Regions from separate parts of the Zea mays genome. Here all the other regions are linked to region 1. Evidence: chromatin contacts called from public Hi-C data. All regions are on one chromosome and are shown on one strand. The core of a region is the stretch at or near the end of the contact, and the rest is flanking DNA. Distances in the headings are between cores, read along the strand shown. Region 1 holds the start of LOC100281409. Region 2 holds the start of LOC100282041 (cation cation antiporter). Region 3 holds the start of LOC103627618. Region 4 holds the start of LOC103627615 (transcription factor bHLH49).

Region 1 (2,700 bases), core at 61-2,560:
ACGGTCACAGACAAAATGTGCAACCGTTTGAAAGAAATATTCGGACAAAAATCTGATTTACCACGAGCCACGCACCGACGCGCGCATGTAGGGGCTCTTCATTCTTTTCTTAACTTCTCAATAGATGCACTAATAATCGACCTATTTAACTCGATTGATTTGTCCATTGAACATACAATGTGGTGTTAATTTATTAGTACACCATAACATTATAACATTTAAAGTGAGTTATTAGCATTGACTATTATTGAATATTAATTGGATCAAACCCATATTTATCCAACAATTACACACGATTGATTGGAACTACGATCATGAGAAACAATAATACCAAAATTACACGTGACTGGTTGAAACTATTTCCCGCCTTTTCTATTATATGATCACGCTCCTGCAGACAAAACCGTAGTGTTGGCCGTACACTGAGCCTGGAGCAAAATTTGTTGAAGATACACGTACTGTAACGATGTAGGCACATAAAACACGCTTCAGCGTATGGAGAACAAGCCGTTTCGTTTTTTTTTAAAACGTTTTGTTGATCAAAATTTGACTTGTATATTTTTAAAATTTAAACCGAAAAATTTACCGGCTTCGGGTAAAGGGCGGACGAGAACCCGAGAAGTTCCTCCCTGACAGCGACACATTCGTGTAAAAAAGCGTAGGTCGATCTCTACGTGTTTGGTTCACGAATCACGAGTGCTGACTGCTGAATCGGATCGGTCGGCTGGTGCTTTAATTCACTGCTCACTGGCTTACTCTACTAACCTGCTGTCGTAATCCCGCGACGCAACCTGCTTCCTGCTGCTAATCCGTTGCTGTCTTTGTCTTCAATTTAATCCCGCGGTGCCGGCGGGCGGGCAGCGCATGTCGCGCGCGGAGGCCAGAGGTCGGAGGCCGGGGAGAGCCCTCCGGCTCCGGCCGGGGTGGTTGGCCGACCGTCGCGGGGGCGGGAGCCGCGTCGCGCTCACCGCGCTCGCAAATCATCGCGGAAGGTGGCGCGCTGGGGCCGCCGCACGCAGCCGCGGAGACCAGACCATCGCCTCACCATCGTCCCAGTCGCCACTCGCCACGCGGGCCCCGCCAACACAGCAACCTAATCTATCTCCCCGGTCTCCCTCAACCGAGAACGCAGGGAGAAACGGGGCCGGGCAGGTGGCGGGCCCCGTAAACCGCTAGGCCTGCGCGGAGGCGACGACCGGGAAGGTGATGGTGCGGTGGGCAGTGTGTGGGCTGCGCTGCGCAGTCGAAGAATTCAGACACGAGCCCGAAAAGAATAAAACACCAGCGTGCGCGGTGCCGTGCCGTGCCACTGCCTGCCCGCACCCCTTTCTCATCATTTCTTCCACGATCCCGTTCCATCCTCTCTCTCTCTCCTCGGCGCGGGCGCTATCTTTATCCGTCTCAGCCAGGGCGGGTCAGCACTCAGCAGGCGCGAGAGATACAGGAGAGAAACCGCAGGGCCGCCGCCGCCTTCCCTGATCGACCGCTCCCGCGTGCGGATTCAGGCGCCGGGCTTTCCAGCCATGGTTCAGTGAGCCGGGAGGAATCCTTGCGCTGCCGGAGAAGGATTATATTCGTCGGTGGTTCGTCTCTATCTCTCTATTTCTCTGCATACGTTGGTCGTTGGGTTGAGCTTGTGGTTGAGGGAGAGTTTCCATTCTGATGTTCTTCCCGGGGACAGGACAGGAGGTCCCTGCGTGCATCGATCGTCTCCCGGGTTTCCGAGAGCACCCTCCGCCCCCGGATTCACTGCTTCGATTGATTCGTCAAGCAAGCACAGGGATATCTTCACGAGAAGGTTAGCCGCCTTGTGCTCTGTTTATGCTACCACTGTCGGTGCTTGTTGATTGTTTGTAGGGTTTCTTCTATTCTCTCTGCTGTCCTTTTCATCAAGCAGTAAGTTCAATTCAGACGATTGCTCTATGTTATAGTGGAACATGTAAGGATTTTTGTCATTTCCATGAAATATGAGCGGTCCTGCTGTCTGATTTTGTACATTTTTTTAGAAAAAAAGAAAAATTCCGGGGAATGAATTGTTCTCCTACTCCTGTCCTGTTCTTTCCCGGGACCGAACCCCCCGACTTTTGTTTCTTCTACTAGGTCCACCCCTTATTATCTCATAAAAGCAGAAGGGTCGACCTGTACTGTTTCTCTTCTCCTACTTGTATTTTTCTATTTTTTTTGCACGAGCCACGAGTACTCGACCTGGTTGCTATTTTTGACTCATGGTGTTCTAGCAGTCGTTTCATGCCATCTAACTCGATAGAAAGACTCAGATAAGTGTAAACTAGTAGGGAATCGTGTTATAAAATAGATCTGTTTTATCTAGTTTTTCCTTTGGCTGGCATAGCACTTGCAGGATGTAAGCATGGTTCGTAGGGCTCAAAGGTTGTGAGTAGTATGGGAGTTGAAAGACGGACTGGTACAGTTGGTGCAGTGCGAAGGCCGAATCAAAATGTTCATTAGATTAGTTACATTGGAAATTTTGTCAAAGTGGTTTTAGAAGACGGTTTCTGGGCAAAGGGGGGAAAATGCTTATTGCTATTTTGAGAAAATGCACGAATATTGACAGTACATATCGTGATATGTCAAGGAGAGCAAGTATTGCAGTCAATATGCATTTAACTGAAGAGACATTTGTTTTATCAAAATAAGAAATAAAAAAGCATCATTTCCACAAATTAATTGCCTTTTACCTAT
Region 2 (2,700 bases), core at 140-2,639, 200 kb after region 1:
ATAGCAGCAAAATGCAAAAGGCTTATCAGAATGTACTCTTAACTGGCAACTAATACTCCCTGCACAGGTTTCAGGATTTTACATTGATGCAAAATGCATAAAAGTGGATTATGTATTAATAGTGTCCTGTTTTTGTTTGCCAAAAATTGGATAGTGATACTGATTCATGATCAAGATCAGTTTCAAGATTTATGTATAATAGTTTCCTGTTTTTGTTTGCCGCTGCCGTATAGAAGATTATTTTCCTTTTTCGTTCAAACAAGGGAACCTTAAGAAACATTTGGTGGAGCACAAATAACCACCACATGACTAATCTGTATATCAGTATCCCCCAAAAAAACTCGGATGCTATGCCATTGCTGAGGATGCACCTTGATATCCCTTCTGGTGTTGTCTCAGCTCCTAGCTGCTCCAACAGCTCCCGCGCTGTGGTTACATACTGCACTTGAATAGACATCATATGTTAATACTAAAACAGAACAGTCTGAGATTGTTCTCAATCTCTAATAAGAAACAGAATGAGGCTGCACTACTTCCTCCTTTTCCTTCAAATCAATTACACAGGATGAAAACCAAACTATCTAAGATATTAATATTAGCTACTCTTACATACATAGACAAGTTTAGCCTGATTTTGCTGCCGTGGAGCAGCCTCCAACAGCCTTATAAGGTTCACTTCCACCTTATTGAGCCTCATGTTGATGTAGCGAGCTTGACGAGGAGCATTGCGTGTTCACAGGCGGATTAAGTAAAGTTAGTTCATGGGTGTACAAATGTATAGCCAATAAAGTTTGGAAGAAAAAAAAACGAAGTTAGGGCTGATTTGGTGTATAGCAAATAGCAAGGGGATTACTCCCCATGGATCACCCTGTCCACCAAATCAGTCCCGTAGTAAAAACACATGTATACATTTGCCAAAAATACAAATGTATACATTACCGTAGTAATTATATCAGATCTGGAATTCTGGATACGAATAGCCAAACAGTAGGGTTCGCGCAAGAGCGGACCCAGTACAGGTACTGGCAGATCCAGGGTTCCAAAAGGCTGCACTAAGCGCACGCTTCAGCGCTAAGCGGGTAACGCTTCAGTTTGGGGCATAAGCGTTCCCAAAGCGGCGCGACCGCCTTGGTGGAGCAGCGGCCGCTGGCGCAGGGCGCAGTCGACGGTCCAGCGGAGGCGGAAGGGAAGCGGGAGGCGCGCACGCAGAGTCGCCGGCAGCCAGCAGGTGTGCGGAGGACCGGAGGCGAAGGCGCGAGGCGACTGGCAGGAGGGGGAGCCGCTGACGACGACGCCGAACCTGGGACTGCCCGTCTGGCGTCTGCCCCTCCGTCGCTGAGAGCCGCCTGCGTGTGCCGAGCACGATTTTTTTTTTTTTTGGTACGAGAGATTTTAATTTTTGCCATTACAAAAAATAAAAATAGTCTTCGCAAAATTGTTTCATAGGCTGTAGGCTCAGAAACGACGTACACTGCTCGGTGCGCCTGGATACAGATGTCTGATTCCCACCTATTGAATTGAATTCCAATCGATTAATTGTAATTTTAGTACATATCAATTAAATTTAATATAAAGCTATTTCCAACCATTTTCCTCCCAACTCCATTAAACTAATATAAAGCTATTTCCAACCATTTTCCTCCCAACTCCAACTATTCGTAATTTCTATTCATATTTAAATACATCCTCAACTATTTTTCTACTTATTTCTCCTTCTCTGCAACCATTTCCCCTATTCAGTTTCATCTTTACTCTTTAACTGAAATATTTGTCTTTTATATATTAATTTTCAAAGTTTTAAAAATATTACCATATTTGTAGTACCGTAATATATATTATTATCAAATTGTTAATATGTAAACTGGTTCATTTTGTAACTAAACATAATAATTAACGGATGTGGAGATTAGAGCTCCCCATCAACAAAGGGAAGATCTTCTCTCTCCACCCGCGGAGGGCTCCCGAGGGGGCGTCGTTGAAGCCGGTCGGCCGGGGAGCACAGCTCCACCCCGGAGCCGACAAAGGGAGGGTCAGTGGACTATTGGAGCCCCATTAGGACTGGACCGCAGTCTAATTGGTTAGTTCACCAGGTGTGCGAGCGACCAGATTTGATCCCATGATCGACACCCCATGCCTTACTTTGGGTTTTTTTCCCGATAGTGTTTACACACACGTGCACGTTTAGTGGTTCTACATGTTTTCCATGCACTAGGAGTTTAGGCCTCCCAATCTCTTTCTAATGTGTGTATTGGACCCTCGCTAATATGTATGGTTGTGGTGTGGCGAGTGTCCGTGGCGTCGTTGTACCCTATCAAAAAAATAAGCTAATATGATAGTGTGTGATATATTTGCATATTGTTGTTACCTATATGGCTATATGTGGGAGATATATAAGTGCTACATTTTTACAATAGTGAAGTGTCGTGGTTTCGAAAACCGGGGGACAATAAGATTTGTGTTCGACAGGGGTGCTAACGCGGACTCACTCTGAATGGTGAGCCACGGGGGGCTCGAAGGTGGATCTGAGATAGGGGTTATACTGGTTCAGACTTACGCCCTAGTCCAGTATAGTATTGATCGAATGATCGTAGTATTGCTTGATGCATCTTACAGTTGAGTGCTTGTGTGTAGAAGATGGGGTTGTCTTGCCCTTTTATAGCTCAAGGGTAGATTTTACAATTAGGGTCGACCTCCTGCTTA
Region 3 (2,700 bases), core at 153-2,652, 140 kb before region 1:
GCATCTTCACAAGTTCAGCATCCTGTTGCCTCTGTGCAGCATGCTCTGTCTGCCAAAATGGATATGCTTGATTAAATTACGTGTTAGCCTCATAGCAGCAGCACCATTATAGGAGGTAACTAAAAGAAATACAAAAGGAGACTGTCCAATACCTGCATTCTTTTTCTAGCTAATTCATCCTCAAAGCGTAATGCTTGAGCTTTTACTTGTGCTTCTTGTTGCAAACTATTTCTGTAATCTTCAGCTTTTTTCTCCATCCTTTCCTGCAGATCAGATATTGAGGATCACCCAAGGGACATAAGTTCAGTGCTGGAAATCCACACCAAAGAACCACAATAGTTGGATGAACGCGCGCGTGCAGAGAGAGGGAGAAGTTGAAAAACTCTTAACACATCACCGATGTTCTACAGTTCTAACTTCTCATGTTGGTCAGTTGTCCATTTTGTATCCTGTGAAGTTGTGGAATTTTAAATTCGTAGTTACTTGCTATCCACGAAGGTCAGCCAGAGTTGTTTTGCACGTTCACTGTTTTGATGAAGCACACAATATTTCAAGTTTTGGCAATTGGCATCTCATTGTAAAGTTACTATGCTTTACTAATCCCAATTATAATGGTAAACCCAATCGTATGCAATTGATTTCCACAAAGTAAAGCGAGGAAGTTAGTCAGGCTGTTAGGCAAATAAGAGAACGTTCACTCATTCAGTAGTAGAGAGGTTCGGGTCGCGTGAGCAACCAATTTCTTCAGACGCAGCCGACGTCCTGGCTGCGACATTAACATCATGTGCATCAAGAAAGTGGATAAGGCGTCAGGAACTGACCATGTCCCTGAGCTTCTCGTAGATGGCGTATTGGACCTTCTCGGCCTCCAGCTCAGTAAGGCGTGTTTCCTCCTGCTTCCGCATCAGTCCAAACACCTGCACCCGAGCAACAACATGAACAACGTCAGGAGGGGCAGACCCGTTAGGTGGCGCAAAAGAGCGGGCACCTTGCCTGCTTGGCGAGCGGTGAGTTGTTGATCTCCCGCAGCGCTCGAGCCATGCGCTCCAGGGTCTCCGGGTCGCGGCCGAACGCGGAGGCTCCCAAATTGTCCTCGTCGCCTGGATTCGACGGCGGGGACTGGCGGCGGAAGAGGCCATCGGCGTAGGCGACGTTGGTGAGCGACGCCATTGCAGCGGCCGCGCCGGCGACAGCGCACACCGGCGAGCGCAGACGGAGGCGGCGCAGCATGACGAGGGAGGCGTAGAGACCCAGACACCCAGTCACCCTACCCAGGGCTTTTGGCGGTGCGTCGACTGGGAAAAGAGACGCGAGGGCCGAGGAGGAAGAAAGGAGCTGCGCCGCGAAGGGGTTCTCCGCTAGTTTCTGGCTAAACCCTCCGCTTTCTTTCTTCTTTACCAAGAGTTCAGCTTGACTTGGGCAGTTGGGCCTGCCGACATACCGACCCGGCAACCCGTTGGACACTGTCCCTCATAAGTCAGGACCAGTTTAGGCCTTGCTTGGCAAGACCCAACAAAGGCCCATAAACATGTGTAAATGACGAGCTTTGTTTCCCTATCGCTGGGCCTTTCCCGCTGCTCGTTAGGGAGCCAGGGTCCAAGTCTGAGTCCGAGCGGAGTGCGTCGAAGACGAGACCACCCATCGCCGTCGACCATCCGTACGAACTCTAGGTCATCGATAGTAGGTAGGTGACCCTTAGCCACGAGGGCTAGCTTAGGCCTTGCTTGTCAAGACCCAACAAAGGCCCATAAACATGTGTTAATGACAACCTTTGTTTCCCCATCATCGGGGCCTTCCTCACTCCTCGTTGCGGAGCTACAGTCCGAGTCTTGTGTCCAGGTAGAGTGCATCGAAGATGAGGTCCCCATCGTCGCCAACCATCCCTACGAACTCCAGACCATTGGTAGTAGGGAGGCGACCCTGAGCCATGAGGGTCGCAATCACCCCCGGGGCGTGGGGCAGGCGCTGTGGAAACACATCAGGGCTGCTGCCTGAGCCATCATGGCAGGGTAACCTTTCCTCGTTGTACATCACGAAAAGTTTCGCGTAGGGCGAGAAGAAGGCCCATAAATCATTATACGAGGGGTTGGCCCCATGTGGATTGCAATCTGTCGCCTTATCTCGTCGGTATCAGAAGGTGGAAATGGTCCATGTCCCGTACCTTGCCCGTGCGGGGCAAGGCTGAGGCCGCCAAGTGCCTCCGCAACAACATCAGGGTTTTCGGGCGAAGAAGGTCGGGCTGGCGGCGCCCAGACCATCTCGCCTTCTTCGTTGATGATGAAGTCGCTCCATGGGTCTAAGTATGGATGGCGACGGGTACATACCCGTCGGGTAGTACCATTCCATGCCTATATCCATAAAAAATTTCTACCTGTCGGGTTACCCATATATGCTCGCGGGTATAAAATCTTATCCATACCCATACCCGCACGGGTATTTTTACCCATCGGATAACCCGTACCTTCTAGGAAAGACTTGAATTCCAATATACTAATCACTCAAAATATTAAATAAACATACAAAAACAAGTTCAACTTCACATATAACAAATCAAATGATTACATAATTTGGTAGCTAGACAAATGATAGCTACAGAAGGGTTTTATTTTCGATAAGATGAGCTCTATTAGATGGTTATAATGGTATTGATGCGGGTATATTTTACCCATGGGTAGACGGGTATGGGTAGTACCAACCCGT
Region 4 (2,700 bases), core at 78-2,577, 140 kb after region 1:
CAAATTTCAAGGCTCAATAACCTATGGTGTAAAAGATGGTAAGCCACCTCATTTTCATTTTCGCAGAACAAATTATGATTATTGAAAAAAAAAGATGATATGTTTGTATTTGAAGATATGAGCCCAGTTTTTTTTGTTATTATAAAGCTCGTTTCCGGCGGCTTCGACATAATATTCGCTACAATCTGAGAATCGATAAAACAGTCATTTGTAGCCAACTTAATCCATTTAATTTTTTACAACCACGTGAACCGACCATTTTGTCCCTGCTCTGTTTTGGGATGATGATCTACCAGCAGTCCAGGGCGCTGTGAATTCCTTGCCGGTGCTCACTTTGCCCAGCGGAGCAAAGTTCATGGTGCTTTGGTCCCTTCATCCGCCGCTGCCTTGTTATTCATGCTTTCAAGGTTTATCCTTGCTTAACGAAGAGAGACAGTTTGGCTGGCCTCCCCGCTGGCGTGGCGAGGTTGGCTGGCTTTGCCGAAGGAGGCAACATGGTGAGAGATCCAACACGTACATACGTGTTACTGTGGAATTTGGAAAGCTGACGTGGCAGATAACGTGTGGTCAGGCCAGAACAGAGGAGATAGAGCTGTCCAAGCTGTTATTGCTTGCAGCAGGCTCCGTCCTTTTGCAGCATCACCATCAGGGGAAATTCAGAATGGCTGTGAGCAACACTGCACACGCACAGCACAGCTAGAAGCCAACCCTGAGTAGTTGATACTAGTTCTTCCCCAGCCATTCCTGAGCCTCAAAAGAGAAGCCTTTGCCGCTTGCACTCTTTTCATACCTCCCCGATCTCCATCGAAAGCTTCGTATGGAACGCGTGAAATTTTGAAGATGCCTATGCATGAATTACAAGATGCTAAAAAAAGCTGGCTTTGGGGATGCCCTGATGCGTTGCAGTTTATGCGTAACTGAAGGCACTCGGCCCCGGGCAAATTGGGACCCTACAATATTGCCAGCTGAAACACACCACCGTGCCCAGCCCCAGCCCTACCTCACATGATCGCACCGCACCTAAAGGGAGGGCCAAATCCAATCTCAATCTCCCACGGCCAAGTACCATCACCCCCACCCCAACGAAAGGGAGCCGGGCTCCCCTATCTATATCCACCCGTCCTTCTCCCTATATATATGGATTGGGAAATTTTTCAGGAGGGCAGAGAAGCGAAAGGGACGCGCAAGCTCCTTCACCCACCCTCCCCCACGCCACACGCTCCTCCTACATAACCACGCTGCTTCGATTCACTCCTCATCGGTGGCTCACGACCGAGCTGCTGAGGCAAAGCTTGTCCCGCAGTCCTTCCCTTAGCCTTAACACTCGGAGTTGATCCCGTCTCCGGGGGAAGCAGCTGGTAATAATGGCGCGGTGCCAGGGGACCGTTGAGAGCCTCTGCCAGGGGCTGCTCGACCTCGACGACGACAAGTTCGGTGCAATGTGCAGCGCCTTCGGCTACCTCCAGGAGTGGCCGGACCTGGGTGCCGCCATGTGCGGCGCCAATCTCGCCGTGCCGCCTGCCGTGGCGACGCCGAGCGCCGGCGACGGCAACGATTCCTCCTCTTGCAGCGTCAGCGGCGGGTTGAGGAAGAGGAGGCCGGACGCGTACCTCGATGCCAAGGTGAGAGGTTCAGGCATGGACGGCGGTGCTGCTTCTGCTGAATTGTCAAGTCTTTGACTGACAGTTGTGTGTCAAAAAAAAAACTGAAATTGGCAGGGTGGTGCGAACGGCATGAACAAGAGACCCAGAGGGAAGCAGCAGCCGTCTGGCCTCTCTGAGATCGCGGCGGCGCCCGGGAAAGGGAAGCAGGAGAGGCCAAAGGCTGGCACCAAGAAGAAGGCCGAGGCTGCGGCGGCGGCGGCGGCTGCCGGCCAGAAGACCGACTACATCCACGTCCGGGCCCGCCGCGGCCAGGCCACGGACAGCCACAGCCTCGCCGAGCGGGTAATATTAACAGCCGCATTACTGAACAAACTTTTTTTTTTGCGTGCTCCATGCTGCTCTGCTCGTTCGTGGGCACCGACGACCCTGCCGCGTGCGTCAGAACTCATGGCCTGATGGATTGGCGCGCAGGTGAGGAGGGAGAGGATCAGCGAGCGGATGCGGTACCTGCAGGAGCTGGTGCCCGGGTGCAGCAAGGTCACGGGCAAGGCCGGCATGCTCGACGAGATCATCAACTACGTCCAGTCCCTGCAGAAGCAAGTCGAGGTACCGACCCACCGGCACCGTCCTGCTTCATCTTCCCCGCTTCTCCCAGCTAGCCAGCTAGTTATTCCGCGATCGCTCACCGCCGGGTCTCCTTGCGCGCAGTTCTTGTCCATGAAGATCGCCGCTTCCAACCCGGTGGTGAGCTTCGACATCGTCGAGGACCTCTTCGGCCGCCAGCTGAAGCAGGCGTGCGGCCCGGCGGCCGGCCAGCTGGAGCCGTCCTGCCTTCAGATGAGCATGAGCCCCATGCAGCAGGTAGTGCACCCGTCTGCAGCGGCGGGCTCCACTGGCTTTGGGCCGCTGGACATGGTCCTCAGCAACCTGTACGCGCCCGCCGCCGCAAGCTGCCCTGTGTCGGCTGCCCCGTCGGTCTCGGTGGCCGCCGGACCGTCGACCATCGAGCCGTGCCTCAACGTATGTAGCTAAGTCAGCTGTCCTCCGTTCCGCTACCTCCCGTTCTGAAGCCCTCAACTGAACCGAGTGCCTTGTG

The links. Hi-C and Micro-C count contacts between places; a contact is called where the count stands out from the background.
Region 2: a Hi-C map of leaf shows a contact between it and region 1, with 3 times the contacts expected there. The contact joins the promoter of LOC100282041 here to the promoter of LOC100281409 in region 1. A contact is called at or near these places in 2 of 25 Hi-C or Micro-C datasets (ear and leaf).
Region 3: a Hi-C map of leaf shows a contact between it and region 1, with 6 times the contacts expected there. The contact joins the promoter of LOC103627618 here to the promoter of LOC100281409 in region 1. A contact is called at or near these places in 2 of 25 Hi-C or Micro-C datasets (ear and leaf).
Region 4: a Hi-C map of leaf shows a contact between it and region 1, with 6 times the contacts expected there. The contact joins the promoter of LOC103627615 here to the promoter of LOC100281409 in region 1. A contact is called at or near these places in 11 of 25 Hi-C or Micro-C datasets (ear, endosperm, leaf and 1 more) and 1 of 3 datasets of contacts at active chromatin or transcription factors (leaf).

The regions. Positions count from the first base shown.
Region 1 is chr5:209,158,845-209,161,544 of Zm-B73-REFERENCE-NAM-5.0, reverse strand. LOC100281409 reads left to right here and starts at 1,310. Exons shown (of 7, transcript NM_001154327.3): 1 at 1,310-1,583; 2 at 1,682-1,798.
Region 2 is chr5:208,956,192-208,958,891 of Zm-B73-REFERENCE-NAM-5.0, reverse strand. It overlaps LOC100282041 (cation cation antiporter), which reads right to left and starts at 1,389. Exons shown (of 8, transcript NM_001154954.1): 1 at 940-1,389; 2 at 614-711; 3 at 372-439. The coding sequence starts at 697.
Region 3 is chr5:209,298,244-209,300,943 of Zm-B73-REFERENCE-NAM-5.0, reverse strand. LOC103627618 reads right to left here and starts at 1,402. Exons shown (of 8, transcript XM_008647912.4): 1 at 994-1,402; 2 at 822-917; 3 at 153-263; 4 at 1-49. The coding sequence starts at 1,230.
Region 4 is chr5:209,022,871-209,025,570 of Zm-B73-REFERENCE-NAM-5.0, reverse strand. LOC103627615 (transcription factor bHLH49) reads left to right here and starts at 1,327. Exons shown (of 6, transcript NM_001301516.1): 1 at 1,327-1,622; 2 at 1,719-1,946; 3 at 2,076-2,210; 4 at 2,313-2,624. The coding sequence starts at 1,365.